5 separate regions of the Mus musculus genome follow, and all the other regions are linked to region 1. Evidence: chromatin contacts called from public Hi-C and HiChIP or PLAC-seq data. All regions are on one chromosome and are shown on one strand. The core of a region is the stretch at or near the end of the contact, and the rest is flanking DNA. Distances in the headings are between cores, read along the strand shown. Region 1 holds the start of Focad (focadhesin). Region 2 overlaps Focad (focadhesin). Region 3 overlaps Focad (focadhesin). Region 4 overlaps Focad (focadhesin). Region 5 overlaps Mllt3 (myeloid/lymphoid or mixed-lineage leukemia; translocated to, 3).

Region 1 (4,045 bases), core at 210-2,709:
AGTAAATAATTCAGTTGTTTTGGCTATCACTTATCACCAAAGCAAGTCAAAAGCTTTGAAAACTGCATTCTTGTCCAGTTATCTCTATGGAGTATTTTTATATATAACAAAAAACTTCATGATTATTACACTTCAAAATTTAGATGAGTCATGGTACTTTCTTTGCAGAAACTGGATGTCAATCAAAATTGTAACCATGCACTCACTCGCTTGCTAGTCAAGTGTTTGTGAACAGAAACACTTGTCACTGGAGCATAAAATACACAATCATAAATGACATCATGTGTTTTTTACTTAGTTGGTTCCCAACTGCTAACACCGTTCAGTAAATCTTGAACATTTGTAAATTTTGTAAAATTTGAACATTCCAAAATTACAGAATACTTGTAATCACATCCCTTTACTTTTCCATAGGAAGCACTAGGATCACCCCTCAGGGCCAATGGGCTTTAGGGTTTATTAGAAGGAGAGGGAAAAGCAAAAAACAAAATTAAATAAATAAATAAATAAATAAACCAAAGCAACAAAAAAAAAAAAAAAAAAAAAAAAAAAACCCTTGGAATAAGGTCCAAGAGAGCTTCATCTTTTGCATCTAAATCTAGATCCTAAAAATGAACCACAAAAAAAAAAAAAATCCATCTCAAATCTTGTCAACTCAGACACTAGCACTGGCATATTAAATGCAAGCAAAGGCAGGTACTATCTATCCACCAAGGAACTCATTTTAAAAGTTTGCAATGAATGAGTCAATGACGGTATGATTTCACTGGATCCAAAACTACAAACAAGGGGTCAAGGCACCATGGCTGAAACAAACTGGGATTAAGTCCTACACAACCGCAGGCGCCTGCAACCGCTGAAGCCCCACAGAAAAACTCTTCAGAGCCAGAGACCTGAGTCAGAAAACAGGCTCTGCTCACCCAAGAGCCTTTGCATTAAAGTGGACAAAAACTGCGTCTGAGTCCCGGGGAACTCAGACAGTCACCCCAGGCCAGACAAGAGGACACCAGGATCTCTGGCGCTGCCCCGAACCAGCGACCGGGTTAAGGAGGGGTGACAACCGCAACCTGAGGCAGGTAAGCTAGACAGATCGTGCCAGCCTCTCCGGCTGCCAAGCCCCTCCACTGCCAGCGGGTCCTGGAGCCTTACACCAGGGAACCGCTTGAGGCCAGATCCTCCGGGAGCCGGACGCTTCGCTGGACCAGCAATAGGGGCAGCAGGTCAAATGCCCTGCCCGCCTCACGCGACGCCACGGCCTTGCCGCCACATGCTCCGCCGCGGGCCTGCACCCCAGCCCAAGTGGTCCAGCTTCGGTCGCCCTCGCCCCCGTGACCGCGGCTGCAGCCGGACCCGATGCGGCAACTGCCCACCCGGCTGCCGCCGGTGGACGGTCAGCCACGCCGCATGGCTTACCTCACTTCTGCCACAGGCACAGCCTGCTCCCGTGCCTGACGTGTCCCACGCACCGCCTCCACCGCTCGGAGGCGGGTCCTGTCGGAGACAGCCAATACGAAACCTACTTCAAGAACCAGTCCCGCCTCCTCTGCTGGGATGCCCGCCCCCTCGCGCGCATGCGTGACAAGGCCTTGGCGGCTCACTGCAGTTAGATGTTGAAGTGAAGCTGGGTCCCAGCCCTAGCCACAGCCAGACTTCGCAGGGGTGCAGGCTGATCTTCAGGCTCTGGGATGTGAAAGCAAAGGATCCTGTCTGGAGATGCCACTGCACAGAGCCAGGGAGTCCTGTTGGCAGCTTTAGGAGATGCAGGACAGCTTCTTGATATTTGGAGATTTTGTAAATCCTCGTGACTGGAGTGGGGAGGAGGGGCAGGGGGAGCGGGGTTGGAGTACTCATGATAGCTAGGGTTCAGAGCCAGCTTGCTTCCTGGAGCTGCTGCTCAGTGACTTCATTTCTTCCTGCTGTGCCCTTGCTTCTACTTGTATAGTTGTCAAGGCCCAGGAATTTCTGCTACGGGGGAATTTGATCTAAAGAGAGCTGGCTCAAAGAACTTTACCACGACTATTATTGTTATATAACATTTATTATAGCCAAGCATTTTCTTTAGCGAAATAGGAAGGAATGGTCCCACAGGGGAAGTCTGTGACACCTGGCACAACGCAGCAGAAACGAAAACAACTGCGTTTATAAATAAATAAATAAGTTAAAAGGAATAGAAATCTATTACCTGACTGTTTCTGAAACCCCATGCACTTTTAGAAGCATTAGGACGCTTTAAAAGAAGCCTGGGTACATCTCTAGAGATTCTAATTCTGTGGTAGGAATTTAGCAAGCAGTTTTGTAAGTTAAATTTGCAAGGTCATTATAATATGCTAACAGGAAATTCTTGGTTTCCTATACTTCACCTCAGAACAATAATTACATTCCACACACCATCTCTAGATCTTCCAATAACTTATAATGCATTCATTCTGTAAGAATTTATCTAAATTAATTTTGAACATGTTCCTGTATTCAATCGCTTATATCCTTGGGGACATGGGAGTTCTGTGAGATTTATAATTACCTTTTTGGTTTTATTAGTTTGATGATATTCCCATAAGTTTTCCAACTACACAAGTACAAATTTTAGGAACATTTTAAATTTGTTTCCTTTGTCTATTCCTGTATTTGGTTTTTTGAGACAGGCTCTCATTTTGTAGCAAGCAGTTTTGTAAGTTAAATTTGCAAGGTCATTATAATATGCTTTTTGTAGACAAGACTGGCCTCAAAATCAGAGATCTGCCTGCCTCTGCCCCCCAAGTGCTGGGACTAAAGGCATGGGCCACACCCCTGGCTTATTCCTGTGTTTCTTGAGGCTCACTTGTTCCTAATCGAGCATGTAGTTATGTCTGGTATACTGTTTTAAGTATATCAACTTATTTAATTCACAGACCAAGTTGAATAGTAAAGTTATTACATTTTTTTCAAATAAGGAAACTAAGCACAAAATATGAAACACTTTGACCAAGGCTATTTACCTAGCTGATACATTTGAAACCAGCCATCCTGTTCTCAATAAAGTGTCTGTCTCCAAAACTGATAGTTTAGGATCTTGTGGGGAAATACTTACTCTGAAAGATCTTAGCCCATTTTTGACTCCAATGAGAAAATATCTTACTGAGTGAATATATTACAGATAATAAAAAATGTATCCCTCATTCGATAGGCTAGAAAGTCCCAAGCCAGGAATGAGCAGATTTGTCATCTGGTGTGGGGCTTGCTCTACAGACAATACCTTCTCAGTGCCCTCCTATAGCAGATGGGGTAAAGACTCCCAACACTGTTTTTGTTTCTTTGTATTTTCTCCCTGATGATTCTGAAAGGTCAAACTGTGGGCTTCATGCATTCTAAGTATGTGCTCTATACTCACTAGGACCCTCTCCCCTGCAAACCTTCCTACCCCATATCCTGCTCTTCCTCTTTCCTTGTCACAGTGTCTCACTCCATTGCCCAGGCTCACATCCAAAGTACTATATACTTGAAGTTGACTTTCACTCACCATTCTCTTGCCTCAGCCTCCCAGGTGATGGGGTCACATTGTACCTGTATCAAACTATTCTGATAACGATACTAACCACATCCTTGAGGTTTAGTCATTATGACCTAATCACCTCCAGGGGCATCGTGCCCTCCTCCCTAGCATGCTGGGGATAACCCAAGGCTTTGCATGTGCTAGGCAATTGCTCTACCACTAAGCTATAACCCCAGCTATTAATGCTATTGCATTGGAAATTAGCTTTCAACATAGGCATTGCAAGATGAGCTGGGCAGTGGTGGTGCATGCCTTTAATCCCAGAAGCAGGTGGATCTCTGTGAGTTCAAGGCCACCCGGGTCTACAGAAGGAGTTCTAGGACAACCAGGGCCTCACAGAAAAACCCTTTCTCAAAAACAAAGCAAAACGGGAATCGCAAGATCAAAGGTGTAATCCAGAAGTGTGTGAAGCCAATTTAGCCTGGAGATCAACTCAGCAGCCAGCACAAGGACAAGACCAAAGGTCAACACCTTAAAACCAGGAAGAGTTCTATAAGCTGCCAGACAAAACTTTCA
Region 2 (3,959 bases), core at 218-2,717, 100 kb before region 1:
AATGAGAAACTCCCAGCACGGAACCTCCCACCATCAACATTTCTCACCAACAACACCGACAAAAGTTTCTAACTAGGAACACATGAGTTTGTATTGAGAGGTGAAATTTTTCTTCACAATGTATGAAAGAAAAAAACCTAAACACAGACACATTAAATGGAATATAAAATAATGCCATGTCTGCCGGGTTAGGAGAGCCTTCCTTCATGGAAAACATTCTAGAGACTAACCAGTAAGACTGTGTTAAACTTATTTCTATTTTTAGAGGAAGGAGGGAAGTCTTATTTATGTCTGACTGCTTATTACACTCAAGCTCCATGCAGACAGGAAGACAACTGTTTATCCTCACGGCCTTGTCTGCAGATCAGGACCACACAGGGAAGGACACAATGTTTTTGTTTATTAAATGACTGAGGATCAAACTGTAAGGAATCTGTCATGAATTGATTAAGCAGGGTCACATTAGATCAATATTAGAACTAAAAAGAAATGTACCGTGGAACCCGTTGCGAAGTGGAACAAAAATATACTGAATTCAGGGTTCCTCGAAAATTATAGTTTTAATTAAAGGAAAACATTTGCATTGTTACGGGAACATCAACTCAGAGTAAGAAGAAAGAAACCACACTGGGTAGAGAGACATTTTTAAAGCCATAATTTAAAACTTCATAAATAAACTAAAAATTATCCATAATAATAAATACTGAGTGTTTCTCCCATTACTTTTCCATATTCTCTGTCTTTACCTGAGAGGAATCTGCTTGAGCTAACTGTGTGGTGACCCTCAGTATCTGCTGAAGATTCTGCCCTACATCTTCAACAAGCAGGTAAGCCAGCAGTAAGAAAACGTGTGGGGGGATCACTGTAGTGGCAGAGAGCAAGGACTCCACTGTAGCCAGCCAGTCACTAGTGGCAGACTCTTCTCCAATGACGTCAAGAATCCTCCAGGCTGTGAAGATGGAGCCATACATGCTGCTTACAGGAAAAGCAAGCCTGCAGGAGATCTGAGAAACAGACACAAGAAGGCATTTCAAAAAGGAGATGAGTGTGTGTCAGAAAAAAATTCCTATTCCTGACATTCACCCATTTTATAATGCATTATCAAAATCACCCCCCGCCAACAACAAAAAAATTGATACTTTGAGGTCCTGCCAAATGGCTCTCCACCCAAATGTGAGGCAATAGGATCCGACAAAGAGGAAAACAGTTGTTCCATAGAACCTAGGAACACTATCGCACAAATTTTTCTCTATTTACTATTTACCTCCTATTAAGACAGAGGGGAATTAGATCAATATACAAGATCCAGAGGCAACAGAGTTTAGGAAAAAATCTATTCCCACTTTAAAAAGCTTCAAAGTGATCAACAATGAGAAGAAAAATAGACACCGGATTTAATTTGCCCAGCTCCAGGCCCTTGTAAGTGGCAGCTCGAAGCAGATGGCAGACTTGGACACAGGACAATTCACATTTGTAACAGACAGTGTGTGGATGGGAACAGAGTTGCTTCAGCTTGAGCCTGGTAATTCATTAGTAATTGTGAATAACTTCAGCAACAAAATGTAGCTAGCCCAGCTCTAAGTCAAACAAGACCAAGAGATGGTGCTGCATTTCAGCTAATCAGGGAAAAGGTTCCTCGCTTAAGTGTGGCAGTGTAGTCAGGTTCAGGGAGTGCACAAAACTGTGCAGTGACACTTGAGGGGAAAGAACTCAGGAAGCCACAGGCATTGCAGAAGCATTTGACACTGTCTGCCAATAGAGTCATTCACACTTCACAGAAGAGGATGGCAGAAATTAAACTCTCTTACCTTCCTATTATCACACGATGGTTTAAGTATAAAAATAATCATTGAAAGGGTGAGAAAGACAAATGTTATAATACCTGCTTTTTTTTTAAGTTTACAATTTTGTAGATGTCAGTAATTCATAAAATTCTGAAACCATCACCAGGGTCTACTTTTATGATATTTTCATTATTCCAAGGGGAAAAACCCCAATTGCCTACTTCTATTCCCTGTGCCTGGAAACTACCCACTGGTATTGTATTTCTACTCTATTTTATATGATAATTTTGGATATTTTATGACAGGTTTTATACAATAGACACCACTCATTTTGTGGCTTCCTATCACTTAGCATGTTTTCAAGGATTGTTCATGTCATAGCTTGTGTCTGTACATGTTATTGCTAATAGCACTGCATCGTACATTATATATGATGCTCCTCTTGTCAATCCATTCATGATAAATGAGTAACTGAGCCATGTCCATCCTGGGAGGCAATTATAAACAACGCTATCAGCATTTCTACCAACATTTGTAAGACAATTTAAATAAACACACAATTCTTTTGAACATATGATAAAGAGTGGCTGTCAGATTTAAACATTTAATAGTACTCTAAAAACAAATGTGGAAGTTCTAGCCATACAAATAACTAATATGAACAGATTCACCAAGTGAAAATATAAGAGATATAAATAGTTTACATAGAATGCTATTTGTTTTTCCAAACGAGACTGAGGAGAAAAGGATATGTTATATTGCATTATAGGGTAGTATGTTGTATTGTATTGTTGTAGAATACAATACAACTGGTAACCATTAAGCAAAACATCCTCTTTACAAGAGTAAGGACAGCACTACTAGGACTCACATGAATAAAAAGGATGCTCAGCATATTCTACTTTATACTTTCTAAACCATGTGAATGTGCTACTATTTTAAAAATCTTACAAAATTTAGGCTTAAATAATAATCCAAATTTATATTCCTTTATCTTATTAAAAAAAACTGTTGACAAGAAGATAAAATTCATTAATGACTATGGCCACAATCTTTATACTAATGAAAACCAACACTGGACTTGAGACATAAAATCTTGGTCTTCAGAAAACCCAAGTCAGCCATGAAACATCATTGCAACCACTCTAAACATCACTTTACTCATTTATCCAATTTAAATAAAGACTAACTTCTTTCCAAGATAGGAAGAAGATATGAAACAATCTAATATCTAATAAGCCAGCGAGATGCCTAAAGTTGCAAATATAGGAAAGCATTATCCCTGTCTTGGGGAAAGAAAATCCAGTGGTTAAGAGTAGAAAAGATTAATAACTGGAAATGAACATGAGCCATGAACAGCGTCCAAAGCAAGAACATGCTCGGGCATAAGTAAGCAAGGAAGGGAAGGTAACCCCGTGCTACTTGAGGCATTACCTCCTTCTTGCTCTGGTTTGCTGGCTTGCTGACAGGTAGAACAGCAGTAGGGAAGCAAAATGCTAAATAATATATCACAGTAAGATCCCCGTGCCCTGTTGAATGACAGCTGCTACTGGCATACTGTCAAGAGATGGGTGTCATCAAGGATTTCCCTACCCGGAGAGGAAAAACAGATGACAGGGTGAGTATGTTCTGCCTTTCAGATAAAGAAGTAGAAAGTAAAAGGGACTGGTAATATGTGTATTATAGCACAACAGAAAATAATAAAGAACACTGAAATAAATCTAGAACTTAAATGAGGATGGCATATGTAATACCACCATTGGCACAGTGGGGCAGCAGGTTCAAGACCAGACTTTTCTCAAAACAAAACAAAGCAAAACAAAACAAAGTAAAGGGCTGGGCAAAGTGGTGTGCACTTCTAATCCCAATAGAGGCAAACAGTTCAAGGACAGCTTGGTTTTCATGGAGATGTACAGACTAGCCACACTAGTGAGTTCCACCTCAAAAACACATAATACAAAGGAAAAAATACAAGAATTCAAAAGATTAATAAATAAAACATACATCTGGGGGGCTTGAGAGATAGCCCCACAGATGGCCCTGGCTGATCTTCCAAAGGATCCAAGTCTTGAAACTGTCCATAACACCAGTTCCAGGGGTCTGATACCCTCCTAGAGCTTCCATAGGCACAAATGTGATATACATACATACATACATACATACATACAGTCAAAA
Region 3 (3,626 bases), core at 646-3,145, 120 kb before region 1:
TCCCTTGAAGAAATGCCTCCATGAGATCCAGTTGTAAGGCATTTTCTCAATTAGTGTTCAAGGTGGAAGGGTGGTGGTAGGTGGTGACATCCGTGAGCTAGTATTCCTGGGTTCTATAAGAATGGAACTTGAGCAAGCCAAGGGAAGCAATCCAGTAGGCAGAATCGCTCTATGGCCTGTGCATCAGCTCCTGCCTCCAGGTTCCTGCCCTGTGTAAGTCCAGTCCTGACTTCTTTTGGTGATGAACAGCAATGTGAGAGTATAAGCTGAATAAGCCCCTTCCTCCCCAACTTGCTTCTTGGTCATGATGTTTTGTGCAGGAATAGAAACTCTGACTAAGACAGGTTCCTTCTTATAACCTAGGAGTTCAACCCACAACATTTACAGACATGGAAAATAGAGTTTAGGGAGTCCAGTTTTGATCTTTTTAGGAAGAAATTGCTCTAATTACTGTTTGTTATTCTAACTTTAGCCCTATGTTAACTTTGGTCTACTCTAGGACCTAGCTTCTTGATCACAACAGCTGAAAATGATGTGTATCATAGACAGGAGCTGTGTTCTTTTTCTTGTATCTGCTATGAACCATAATATATCAAGTCCTCATAATTAGGAGATGAAATGTACTCAAGATGAATTTAAAAAGGAAAAAGTCTTAGAAAATGTAGATCTGCCACACACAGACACACACAGACACACACACACAGACACACACACACACACACACACACACACACACACAAAACAAAGAAAAACCCCCAAAACAAAAACCACTTACCAGAATTCCAACCTGTTCTCTGTTACTTTCTGAACACCATACTTTGGCAATTATTATCCTGCTAGTGATGGTGCTACAGGCCTATAATCCCAGCACCGTTCAATATGAGGAACACTATACACCAGGAAGAGCTTGATGTTCACTCCACCTTGGTCGTCACTTTACTTAGATCAGCAATCACCTAAGAGTCACAGGTGCGAGCAAATCTGTTCAGCACCTCCTGGCATGATGAACTCAGAAGACCCTCCCCCAGCAAGGGTGACACTTTCCAGGGGCAGCCAACATGGCTGCTTCCCTTGCTTCCTGGTGGTGAACACATATAACCCATTGCTCCCACTCCTTCCATTTTTTGTTATATCAGAACCAGGTTTCTTTGACTTTCCAACTTGAACAGAAAATGCTAGCTATGCAGTAAGGCCCCAGGCCTTCAGAGTCAGCCGAGACAGCTGAAGTACCCTGTTTTGTGAACTGCGCAGATATAGGATTCTCTGCCTCTCCGGTGATTAAGCAACATCCTGGCTTATGCGCCTACTGTGAAAGCTAACCTAAATTATTTCTTTTATATAATAAATATTCATTATATTTTTTTCATTCCCTTCAGAAAACCCTGACAACTACAGTTTCCAAGTTCCAGGATACCCTGGACTACATAAGAGAATCCTCCCTCAAAAGAAAAGAAAATACTTTTTTTTCAAAACACACACAGACATTGGTTCTTGATTATTAAGTTTCTAGTCTCCTACAAACTAAGTGCCTACTCCTAGACAGGGGAAATCAATATTAGAAGAGTATTTCTAAACACATATTCTACATTTATGTTGAAGAAGAGCACACGCTGGGGATTTTCAGTGGCTCTATATTGTTTGACCCAGTGGTCATCATGATATGTAACTTGTTGCCTGACACTTTCTTCCAAATGGAAACCTTCCTCTGAGGAGGAGGAGATGGCTCATAAGACACTGAGAGTAAACACATGTCACTTGTCTGGGAGAGTCACAGGGTGAATCTAAGTTGCCCAGTAATCACATGACTGTGTCAGCTGCCTACAGGCTGTATGACATCTCTGAGGTTGCAGCTTTTATGAGGCATTGCCAATGTTAGAATGGGCTGTTCAGAGATGCAGCTGCCTTTGAGTCATCCCAGATTTCCAAGTAAGCCCTCGCGTGCACTTCTGTAACTAAGCCCAGTAGAAGTTCACTGACTCACCACTTTGGATTTGGGTGCACTTCGGCCTGTCATGGGTTCCCTTTCTGGGGTAAGATATATGTGTTACATCTCTCCAAGAAAAGTCTGACACACAACATGAGTAAACACTAGCTAGAAACATAGTCAACTTAATTGAGATGTCTTGTAAGAGTAAAATATAAAAGAGATCTGGAAGGGTTTATGGATATGAATCCACAAAATATTTCAGCAATTTGGGCTTGTTTGTTTGTTTGTTTGTTTGTTTGTTTGTTTTTTCGAGACAGGGTTTCTCTGTGTAGCCCTGGCTGTCCTGGAACTCACTTTGTAGACCAGGAAGGCCTCAAACCTCGAACTTAGAAATCCACCTGCCTCTGCCTCCCAAGTGCTGGGATTAAAGGCGCGTGCCAAGACCGCCCAGCAAGCAATTTATTTTTTACTAAATTTTGAATATTTCAGATATACTAGGTTATATAAAACATACTATTAAATACTATTTTATCCTTTTCCCACCTTCTAAAATATGCAATCATAAAGATTTTGATGTGAGATGTATGTATGGGTGTAAATCAGAAATCAGTGTTGGAGATATACCTTGATCACTCTTCATCTTATTCTTCAGACAGGGTTTCTGACTGAACCTGGGGACCACCAAGTTGTCCAGACTAACTGTCCAGCAAGCCCAGAAATCGTCCTTGCATCTGTCCCCATTAGCACACTGGTAACAGGTGCTCATTGCCACATTTGGAGTTTTCTGTGTGCTAGGGATATAAGTTCCTGTCCTCGGGGCTTTGTGACAAGCACTTTTACATACTCCACAGTCCCACTGTTGAAAAACACCATTCTTCATCTCCTTGCTTAATCTAAAAGTACATTAAAACAGGCACACAAAGTTGAACAAAGCTCGGTGTAGGTAAAGGAGCCTTCTGCCAAGCCTGATGAGCTGAATTCAATTCCTGGGATCCTCATGATAGACGGACCAGCTTTCACAAGCTGTCTGACCTTCCTACTCATGTTTCACATACATACGTACATACAAACACACATACACAAGTATGTGAGTAAATAAATTGATGAAAAAAAAGCAGACACACGAACGTACATAACAGTGAATATCTCCCTTTTGAAGGACTTGGGGAATAAAGGATGATGCTCGCTCTAGACAGACAAGGAAAAATCTCTGTTAACTAGAGCCAGGCACTGCACCTATAACACAGAACAAATAGCTGTACAATGTATAAAAAGAACAATAACAATATCACTTTTGCTGACCATGAGTTATGTCACTTAATTCACATGCTAAATTTAATGAGGCAAGTTCTTTTATAATTCTCATTTTAGAGAACATTATACCATTGTTATACTACTGTAGAATCTCTACTACATTTTTGGATATTATAAGAATTAAGAAACTAACTTTACAGTTTATATAAAGGCATGGACATCATCTTTACATGCAACCAAATCAAAAGCCAAAGCCTTCATATCCTATAAAAATACCAAAACTGACTAAGATAGCCACTCCAATAACACAAAGTTCTTGTTGAATGGCAAATCAACTAGAATTCATCACAAAAAACAAACAAACAAAAAAAAAGCAAAAACAAAACAAAACAAAACAAACAAACAAAAAGAGCACTTAGCACTTGCATGGCCCATCACAGTGATT
Region 4 (3,802 bases), core at 811-3,310, 73 kb before region 1:
TTAGTATAAAGGAAAAGACAATATTCCTCCCATCTCAAATAAGAAAGCTTCCAAGCTGAAAATGCTTTCAAACCACTGTTGTACAGGGATTTGTAGTACTTGGCCTATTTCCATTAAGATATCTAAAAAGGCTTTATTAAACAGAGAATCTGAAATCTGGAGGATTCTCAGAGAATGGAGCTTTAGGAAGAATAAAAAAGCATAACAGATTCTTTTCAAGAGTTCAAAATCCTAATTATAGTTGTAAATGTACCAAGGGGTTTTGCTTTTTGTTTTTTGTTTTTATTTTATATTTATTTATGCATTTGGGGGAGAAAGGCACCATGGACTGAATGTGAAAATCACAGGACAGCTCTTGGGAGTTAGGTCCCCTTCCACCACGTGGGTTCAAGGGATTGAATTCAAGTCATCAGGCTTGGTAGCAAGTGGATACAGATGAATATTTCTTAGGACTTATCTGTGCAATGCCAGGGATCAGGCCAAGGGTCTCCCATGCTGGGCAAACGAGCTCTTTACCACTGAGTCACACCTGCAGGATGCAAGCAACTTCCTAGGAACAACCCTCCTGATTCCTTTTAAATGTTTGTTTGTTTGCTTATCTGTCTGTTTATTGTACCACACAGCATGTGTGGAAGCCACGAGAGAACTTTTGAGAGTCGGCTCTTGCCTTACTCTCTTGCTCGGACTGCAGAGTGTCCTGCTGGCTGCAGAGTATCCTGCCGGCTCTGCAGTGAAGTACCTTCCAGGCAAGTCTGTCTCCAATTCCCATCTCCACATAGCAGTGTGAATTCCGATACACTCTCCCACATCTGACTTTTCACGTGGGTTCTAGGAATGAACTCAGGCCATCGGGCTTGCAAGAGCTTTTACCCACTCAGCCGTCATCTCAGCAGCCTTGTAAAGGTCTAACCCAGCCTGAACTCAGAATCATAATCCTCCTGCCTCTGCATATACTCTACCAGCATGGACCATGGCTCTTCTTGGTTCTTAAAGCATGGTGGGTTTTCCAGCATATCAGCATCATTACCTAGAAAGTGTGAAACACAGATCCCCGTAGCCCATGCAGATCTACTAAAGCCCTGGCATGAAATATAGGTCAGAGTGTAGCTCTCACCCAATGCCGAAGCCTCAGTTACCTTGGGGTTGCTAGGAATAGTGTTCATGCATAAGCAACTTTTCAAAACTCTCTAGGTGATTCTAATATGTTCCACACTCTGAAAGCTGCTACAAAGGGAAAAAATGAAAATAAAAACCTCTGAAGAAGGAAGTCAAGGGTAGGAATATTTCTGTTTATACTCTTTTACAAAGAACAAATTTTAGTAGATCTTATCTCATAGGCCAGCAGCTTGCTCATTAACACACAGGCTATTTCTGACTGCCAGATTAAGGTCATTGCTAAGAGGTAGTTCCACCCAACCTTTTACACCAAGCCTCAAAACTCACATCAAAATCATGTATATCAATCCCAAACTCTTTGGCAAGTAAAGCTATCCAGAATCACCTTCCATCCTGGGTGTCAGAGATACGAAGTCCAAATACTCCCAAGTCCTAAATGCCACTCAGCACATCACAGCAGGATAAGGTCTTGAACACTAACAGCAGTTACTGCCCCTATGTGCTCTTCTGATAAGCATGCTGGTGTAAGGAGTTTTGTACAGGACCAGTCACTAACCCTCCAGCTAAGGGTGGCGTTCATGACTACTTAAGAAGATAATCTGAAAAATTTACAACCAAGCTTTTATGTAATCACTAAGCTCTGAAATGATTTCCAATTCCTCTCTTAGAAGTCGGCTCTTGCAGAGATGGCTAAGTGGTTCAGAGCACCGGCTGCTCTTCAAGTGGGCCTGGGTTCAATTCCCAGCAACCCATGGCAGCTCACAACGTCCGCAACTCCAGTTCCAGGCCATCTGGCACCCACTCATGCCAAACATACAGGCAAAATACCATTGCGCATAAAATAAACTCTAAAAAAAGAAAAAGAAAGAGAAACCAGCTCCTTGCCCAACCTGGCCTCTCCTCTTCCTGTTTCCCCCAAAACCCCACTGCCTCTTATTAACCCTCTCATCTTCATTCCTCTTCCTGTCTCTCCTACCCCAACAAGATAACAATGACAGATCTCCCCTTGACAACACATTCAAATTAAACCAGGTCAACAGAAATAAAACACAGTCATCTTAAAGTAGTAGAAATTACACACATATGCAACCAGCTCTCATCTGACACAGCTTTGTTACACTCAGAATAGAAGGAACCATTCACTTTGTTGCAGGAAATGAAAGGGTCTATTTCACCAGCTACTGGATTCAGTCAATTCCAGTTAGCATCTCAAAGTTAATCCCTAAAGATTAGATTGAGTAGAATATACGAGAATAAAGGTCCAAATTAATTACTGATTTAGACCTCTAGATAATTAATTTCTCCAGGAAATTGAATGCATTCTAAGTGACAATACTGTAAAAAGTAACGTATGATACTGATTACAAGAGGCTGATAACCTTGAAAGAAGTGGCATAAAAAATGCAAACATTGACTCTTATTGATTAGGTTTGGATTACGAATATTATACTTTTTCAAACAACACAAATAACCTAAAATCAATTATAGTTGCCAAAGTTTTGTTTTTAAGCATAATAAACCAAAAAGCTAAATTTTCCCTTGTGAATCATCAAATTGATATGTGAATACACGTAAAAAATAATACACAAAGGCTTACACTCACATAATAGAATGGATATATCTTAATTAAACAAACTGCACCACTTCCATGCATGAGACTGACTGCCTCTTAGCACTACTGGCGTGTTATATAGACAGTCTTCACAGCAGGGGCAAAGCTTGATCAACAGCAACCTAGCCTCCTCCACCAGGAGCTCTTAAACTTCCTCCAAGTACTGACAATCAAACGTGTCCTCTGACTCTGCCTAATGTCCTCGTTGGGGTGAAACTGCCTCTGGTTCAGAATCACTACCTGAAGTCCACAGCAAGTGCAAAGCGAAGCACAAAGCCGACCGGGCTTTAACTTAAACAGCACTGAAAGTCATCAATCATGACCAAAAACTTACATTTCTTATGGAAATACGCTTAACAAAAATTAGCATTGGATGCACAAGAAAACTGAAAAGGCTTAAAGTGGGGGAAAAACGTAAAATTATTCCTTTACAAAATAAGTCTTATTCTAAAATAAACATCATTAGAGAATACAGATGCTAATTTGAGTATGACAGAAAATGAAGTTATTATCCTATCAAAAATATTATAATTAGAGCATGAAAAATGTCATAAGGCTGAGTATAGTTCACTCTTGATATATTCAAGATTTGATTATTAAATTTATGGATTATTCAAATTTTTTCTTTCTTCCTCTCACTTGTTGTTTGTTAGCCATTCAACTTCTTTCTTTAACATGTATTCAAATGAGAAAGTTCCAGGCATTTGAAAGGATACACAATTTAAACTCCAAAAATTTAATTGGGAAGTACCAGAGTGGGGGAGGGAGAGAGAAGGAGAGAGACAGAGAAGGGGAGAGGGAGGGAGGGAGGGAGGGAGGGAGAAGGGAGGGAGGGGGAGGGAGGGAGACAGCAGGCTGGCAAACGAGAAGCACACTTGTGTACTTCCTGATTATGGCTGCCTTCAGATCCCTTCCTGCTCCATGAGATCTCTACCATGATGAGCTGGAACTGGAACTCTAGACCAAAATACACCCGCTTTCCTTCAATAAATCCACTCATTAATTCAATCATTCTCAAATCTGCTACTCAAGCTACAATAGTTAAATTACCCCATCTTTGTTTAAAATGTATGG
Region 5 (3,672 bases), core at 620-3,119, 79 kb after region 1:
AGAGACCCAGGCTTTAGAATTTTCTGTTTTTTCTATGTCTTGAGTTTTCCTCCCCCGTCCACTCATGAATCCCCCTCTTCCCTCTCCACCACCTCCCACAATCCCTCAATAAAATAGTATTTGAAAGACTTGAGTGACCAGTCCTGTGTACTAGCTTCTTGCTTGGGGCAGTAATGTACTGTTTTCAATGGGTGGTCTTGAGTCTCCATGGGAGATTTTACAGGCAGTGGGCTCTGAGATCCTCTGAGTGTATTATATTGAACATGGCCAGTTAAATTCCCAAGCTATAGAGAATACAGAGATAGCTTTACACTGCTGAGTTCCTGCCGGTAATTAGGAGAAAAACCAATTTGTTTAATTGTGTTTGAAGAATTTATGGCTTAAGTCTACAAAAGGGGAGCATATTAACCTAGTATTTGGGATTTGCTTTTTTTTTTTTTTTTTAAACAAGCCGTAATATGTGAATTGAGGACTGTCCCTTAATACGTATATTTTAATTCATAGTTTTTAAGCAATTCATAGTCCTATAGAAAACTCATTGGGGGTCACATTTCTTGTACATGTGGTAGCATTGTACAGTGGTGGGGTCTTCACAGCAGACACTGTATCTGATTTGTCTCAGTAAGCACTTATCTTTGGTGTGTAGCAGGAATGCACAGCAGTCTAAAAGGTAGCTAGTGCTCTGCCACAAACCTTTGATGAAGTAAGCATTACTAGAATTATTATAAATTAATACTGGATTAAAGTTGGCTTTTAGAAAAGAGGACCCTCCATAGGCACAAAAACGTGAACGAAGTTATGTACTTAACCTAATTTATAGCCTAAATATAAATATGGAAGTGGGAATGTTAAGTCACGCCTATTTCCATGTAACTTTGTTTTAAGTTTTTTGACTCCTTTTTCCTGGATGAGCCTGTGATTGCGAGCCATAGAACATAGCTTTGTTAGGTCACTGATTGCTTTTCTTCCCTTCTTCACATACTTCAAAGACTTGATTTATGGCGAGTGTTGGATTTCTGTTTAAATAAATGTCTATTCTTTCTGATTAGGTGAAATACTTGTTTTTCGCAGACTAGATAGAAAAGATTTGAGGGATCAGGTATCTCAGATGTCCTGGCAAGACTGGGTGGGTAATAAGATGGGTATTGTATTTATTTTAAATGGTGTAAGTACTTATATAGATGGAAAATTCTAGGCCTCAAGGAACGGAGTTTGTTTCTCCATCAGAATCCTGGCACAGTGTATTAGATCATATAGAAATGGTACAAAGTCTACATGTTTCTAAACTGATACAATCAGAGATTTGTGGTCAAACCTTTTACAGCAGCAGCGGCTAAACGTTTCCCTTTTTCCCTTTTAGCTCAGTTCTGCCTGTGAGTAGTTAAAACTCTTCCTGGAAGTTTTTATAAGTGGTTTTAAAGAAGCGATAGCTATCTGAAGTTTATCTCTTGTAGCCGGCATTTAGAAGTTATTAATGTTGTCTACACACACAGAAAGACACGGGTCTCACCGATGCACAGGAGGGTAGACATTAAAGTTAGTAAAAATTAGCTTGTCAGAAAACTTAGTGACTGGGGGATAAGGTTGTTTTCACTATCTATCCCCTTCTTTGGCTGAAGCTAAAATTGCTGATCTAGTTCCCAGGCCAGTGTTACCTTGGAAGGCTTCCTTGGGCTGTAAAAGCACAGTTAGGCAGCTGCTGTAGGCTTCGCATGGCTTCACCAAAGAAGAGATTAACACCTATCAGTTTCCGATGCTGTCATTTCTACTCGGCAGATAAACTTGCTGTGTGGGATATAACCTCTGGGCTTACGGTATGAGCTTCTGCCTCACTGGTGTTCAGTACAGCAGAGAATGTGTAATTTTAGCACTTGGAGTATGACACATCGCTGCCTTTTCTGCTTCCATTCGGGCAGATCTAGGAACAGCAGCTCATACTTTCCAGAGTCTGACTTTTGCTTCTGGATGCGGATACCAAAAGGGATTGTGGAAGTTGACTTATTCTTCTTGGTACGCAGGCTTTTTGGTGTGAAGTTTAGAAGGAGAGGAAATACCAAGTCATTGACTTTAAACTCATTTTTGGGTTAAGTGTGTAACTAGAACACTGCCAAGTACCACTAACATCAATGCCATAATGTTCAAAGTCCCAGAAGCACCACGCTTGTCTGAATCATATTTTTGCATTATTGTTGTAGGTTTGAGGGGCAGGGACATCTTCACTGCTAAGGCAGAGAAGGGCAAGAGTTGGAAGCCACAGCTGTGTGATTAAACCCGTGTGTTTGCCCCGAGGCTCCAGCCAGTCCATCTGAATTCATAGCCTTAAATTTGGGATTCCTTCTCTATTTGAAAATAATACTTCTTAAACATTTTAAGACTGCCTTTGCCACTAGCATGAAAACTATCAAGACAGATTATGAGAGTTAAGATTTTAATGGAATCAAAACCGAAGATGCAGAGCGGTGTTTTAAAGAGAAAGTTTACAGCCATTTAACATAAAATTTTACTGAGCTTCTCATTAATCTAAGATAACTAGTCTATAAGTACCTTATCAGTGCAAACTGCTCCACATATAAAATGAGAGCAGCAAAGCCTTCCTGCAAATTAAGGGGACAATGTGGACTGGCAGACTTTCCAGCCATCTCCAGCTGGGAGATTATTACAGTTTTTGCAAACCCTTTTCTCTCAAAACTAAATCAAGAATGGTAGGGTTCTGATAAAAAGAAGTGTGGAAAAGCCTAACTAATCTGTAGATGAGTTACTTCAAACATGCCAAAAGAGAATAAAATCAGTTACATAGCTCGGATGAAAGGTTACTTTTTATGCATCTTTGTCCACACATTGAGAATTTTGTTGTATGTTAATGCATTTAGCCTTGGTTAAAAAGCTCCAGAGGGGGAAAACATAATTAAATTTGAGAGACTACACAATCACGTTGTTATAAAGAAATTTCATACCAGTTCTAGATGCCAGGGTAAGAGATAAAAGCTGCTCTCGAGATCAGTGCTGTAAACAGGTGGCTCTTGTGAGTGGGAAGATTTTGGGTTTCAATGTGAAGTGCTGTGTGGAATTCTAAGTGCTGACTTGTCCGGATTTTGTAAAGTAACGCAGTACATGTCTTTGGCTGTGCGTGCATGTGTGGGTCCTTGGTCTGATTACTGAAGACGGCCAACTCAGCTCTGCAGTAATGTTTTAAATGAAGTCTTGAGAATTGGCAAGGCAGAGTTAGAACGTGGGTAATAGATACCCTTTTTTATGCTTGTGTCTAAAGAGCTTCTCTGTACAGGAAGGCTGTACCAACTCTATTTTCCATTCACAGCCGTCTTTGGCAGCTACTTAATTTGAAATCCTGGCATATCATAATGGAGCAGCCAAAAGTTTGTGGCTAAGGAAAAGCCCATTGGCTTGGTGTCATTGGTGGAAAGATTTTTTTTTTCTTTTTAAAAGAAGCATTTTAACAATCTTTTTGGTGTCAATATATAGAATTAAATATGTATAGGTTGAAGGTGTATATATTTGCAGGTGTTGGGTTTAGTGATGTCCTTACATTTATTCTGTGTATGTGGGCATGCATGTACCACATGGTATGAATGTGGAGGTCAGAGGACAACTGGTGGAGTCTGATCTCTCATTCTGCCATGTGGATTCCAGAATCAAACGTACTTTATCGTATCA

Evidence for each region. Hi-C and Micro-C count contacts between places; a contact is called where the count stands out from the background. HiChIP or PLAC-seq counts read pairs in DNA pulled down with a chosen protein or histone mark.
Region 2: a contact with region 1 is called in a Hi-C map of cerebellar granule neurons, with 1.7 times the contacts expected there. The contact joins the enhancer-like site here to the promoter of Focad in region 1. A contact is called at or near these places in 4 of 39 promoter capture datasets (cranial neural crest, hematopoietic stem and progenitor cells, hippocampal neurons and 1 more), 2 of 15 datasets of contacts at CTCF or cohesin (CD8 T cells and the NIH/3T3 cell line), 6 of 484 Hi-C or Micro-C datasets (the C2C12 cell line, the C3H10T1/2 cell line, cerebellar granule neurons and 3 more), 6 of 115 datasets of contacts at active chromatin or transcription factors (the 230-238 cell line, CD8 T cells, the SCID.adh cell line and 3 more) and 2 of 9 other capture datasets (adipose tissue and liver).
Region 3: a contact with region 1 is called in a Hi-C map of muscle stem cells, with 2.0 times the contacts expected there. The contact joins the enhancer-like site here to the promoter of Focad in region 1. A contact is called at or near these places in 4 of 39 promoter capture datasets (the HPC-7 cell line, cranial neural crest, hematopoietic stem and progenitor cells and 1 more), 3 of 484 Hi-C or Micro-C datasets (adipose-derived mesenchymal stem cells, forebrain and muscle stem cells), 5 of 115 datasets of contacts at active chromatin or transcription factors (the 230-238 cell line, bone marrow-derived macrophages, embryonic forebrain and 2 more) and 1 of 9 other capture datasets (pancreatic islet).
Region 4: a contact with region 1 is called in an H3K4me3 HiChIP or PLAC-seq map of bone marrow-derived macrophages, with 3 times the contacts expected there. The contact joins the enhancer-like site here to the promoter of Focad in region 1. A contact is called at or near these places in 3 of 39 promoter capture datasets (the 3T3-L1 cell line, 3T3-L1-derived adipocytes and the C10 cell line), 2 of 15 datasets of contacts at CTCF or cohesin (CD8 T cells and the NIH/3T3 cell line), 12 of 484 Hi-C or Micro-C datasets (CD4 T cells, CD8 T cells, double positive thymocytes and 4 more), 6 of 115 datasets of contacts at active chromatin or transcription factors (CD8 T cells, the SCID.adh cell line, bone marrow-derived macrophages and 3 more) and 2 of 9 other capture datasets (adipose tissue and bone marrow-derived macrophages).
Region 5: a contact with region 1 is called in an H3K4me3 HiChIP or PLAC-seq map of the SCID.adh cell line, with 12 read pairs. The contact joins the enhancer-like site here to the promoter of Focad in region 1. A contact is called at or near these places in 1 of 15 datasets of contacts at CTCF or cohesin (CD8 T cells), 1 of 484 Hi-C or Micro-C datasets (uterus) and 2 of 115 datasets of contacts at active chromatin or transcription factors (the SCID.adh cell line and memory CD8 T cells).

The regions. Positions count from the first base shown.
Region 1 is chr4:88,092,044-88,096,088 of GRCm38.p6, reverse strand. It overlaps Focad (focadhesin), which reads right to left and starts at 1,459. Exons shown (of 44, transcript NM_001081184.1): 1 at 1,414-1,459.
Region 2 is chr4:88,193,804-88,197,762 of GRCm38.p6, reverse strand. It overlaps Focad (focadhesin), which reads right to left. Exons shown (of 44, transcript NM_001081184.1): 11 at 747-1,004. Among named protein-coding and RNA genes, the nearest start is that of Mir491, 74 kb to the right of the region's middle. Within about 2 kb of position 1,467, at least 27 of the 459 cell types and tissues checked have an H3K27ac peak or open chromatin away from gene starts, as enhancers often do. A contact at or near this core is called in cerebellar granule neurons and forebrain, where this site is marked.
Region 3 is chr4:88,212,345-88,215,970 of GRCm38.p6, reverse strand. The region is part of intron 11 of Focad (focadhesin); the gene reads right to left. Among named protein-coding and RNA genes, the nearest start is that of Mir491, 92 kb to the right of the region's middle. Within about 2 kb of position 1,895, at least 45 of the 459 cell types and tissues checked have an H3K27ac peak or open chromatin away from gene starts, as enhancers often do. A contact at or near this core is called in adipose-derived mesenchymal stem cells, bone marrow-derived macrophages and muscle stem cells, where this site is marked.
Region 4 is chr4:88,165,444-88,169,245 of GRCm38.p6, reverse strand. The region is part of intron 5 of Focad (focadhesin); the gene reads right to left. Among named protein-coding and RNA genes, the nearest start is that of Mir491, 45 kb to the right of the region's middle. Within about 2 kb of position 2,060, at least 62 of the 459 cell types and tissues checked have an H3K27ac peak or open chromatin away from gene starts, as enhancers often do. A contact at or near this core is called in CD8 T cells, the SCID.adh cell line, bone marrow-derived macrophages and 3 more, where this site is marked.
Region 5 is chr4:88,013,593-88,017,264 of GRCm38.p6, reverse strand. All of the region lies in intron 2 of Mllt3 (myeloid/lymphoid or mixed-lineage leukemia; translocated to, 3), which reads left to right. Among named protein-coding and RNA genes, the nearest start is that of Mllt3, 18 kb to the left of the region's middle. Within about 2 kb of position 1,869, at least 40 of the 459 cell types and tissues checked have an H3K27ac peak or open chromatin away from gene starts, as enhancers often do. A contact at or near this core is called in CD8 T cells, the SCID.adh cell line and memory CD8 T cells, where this site is marked.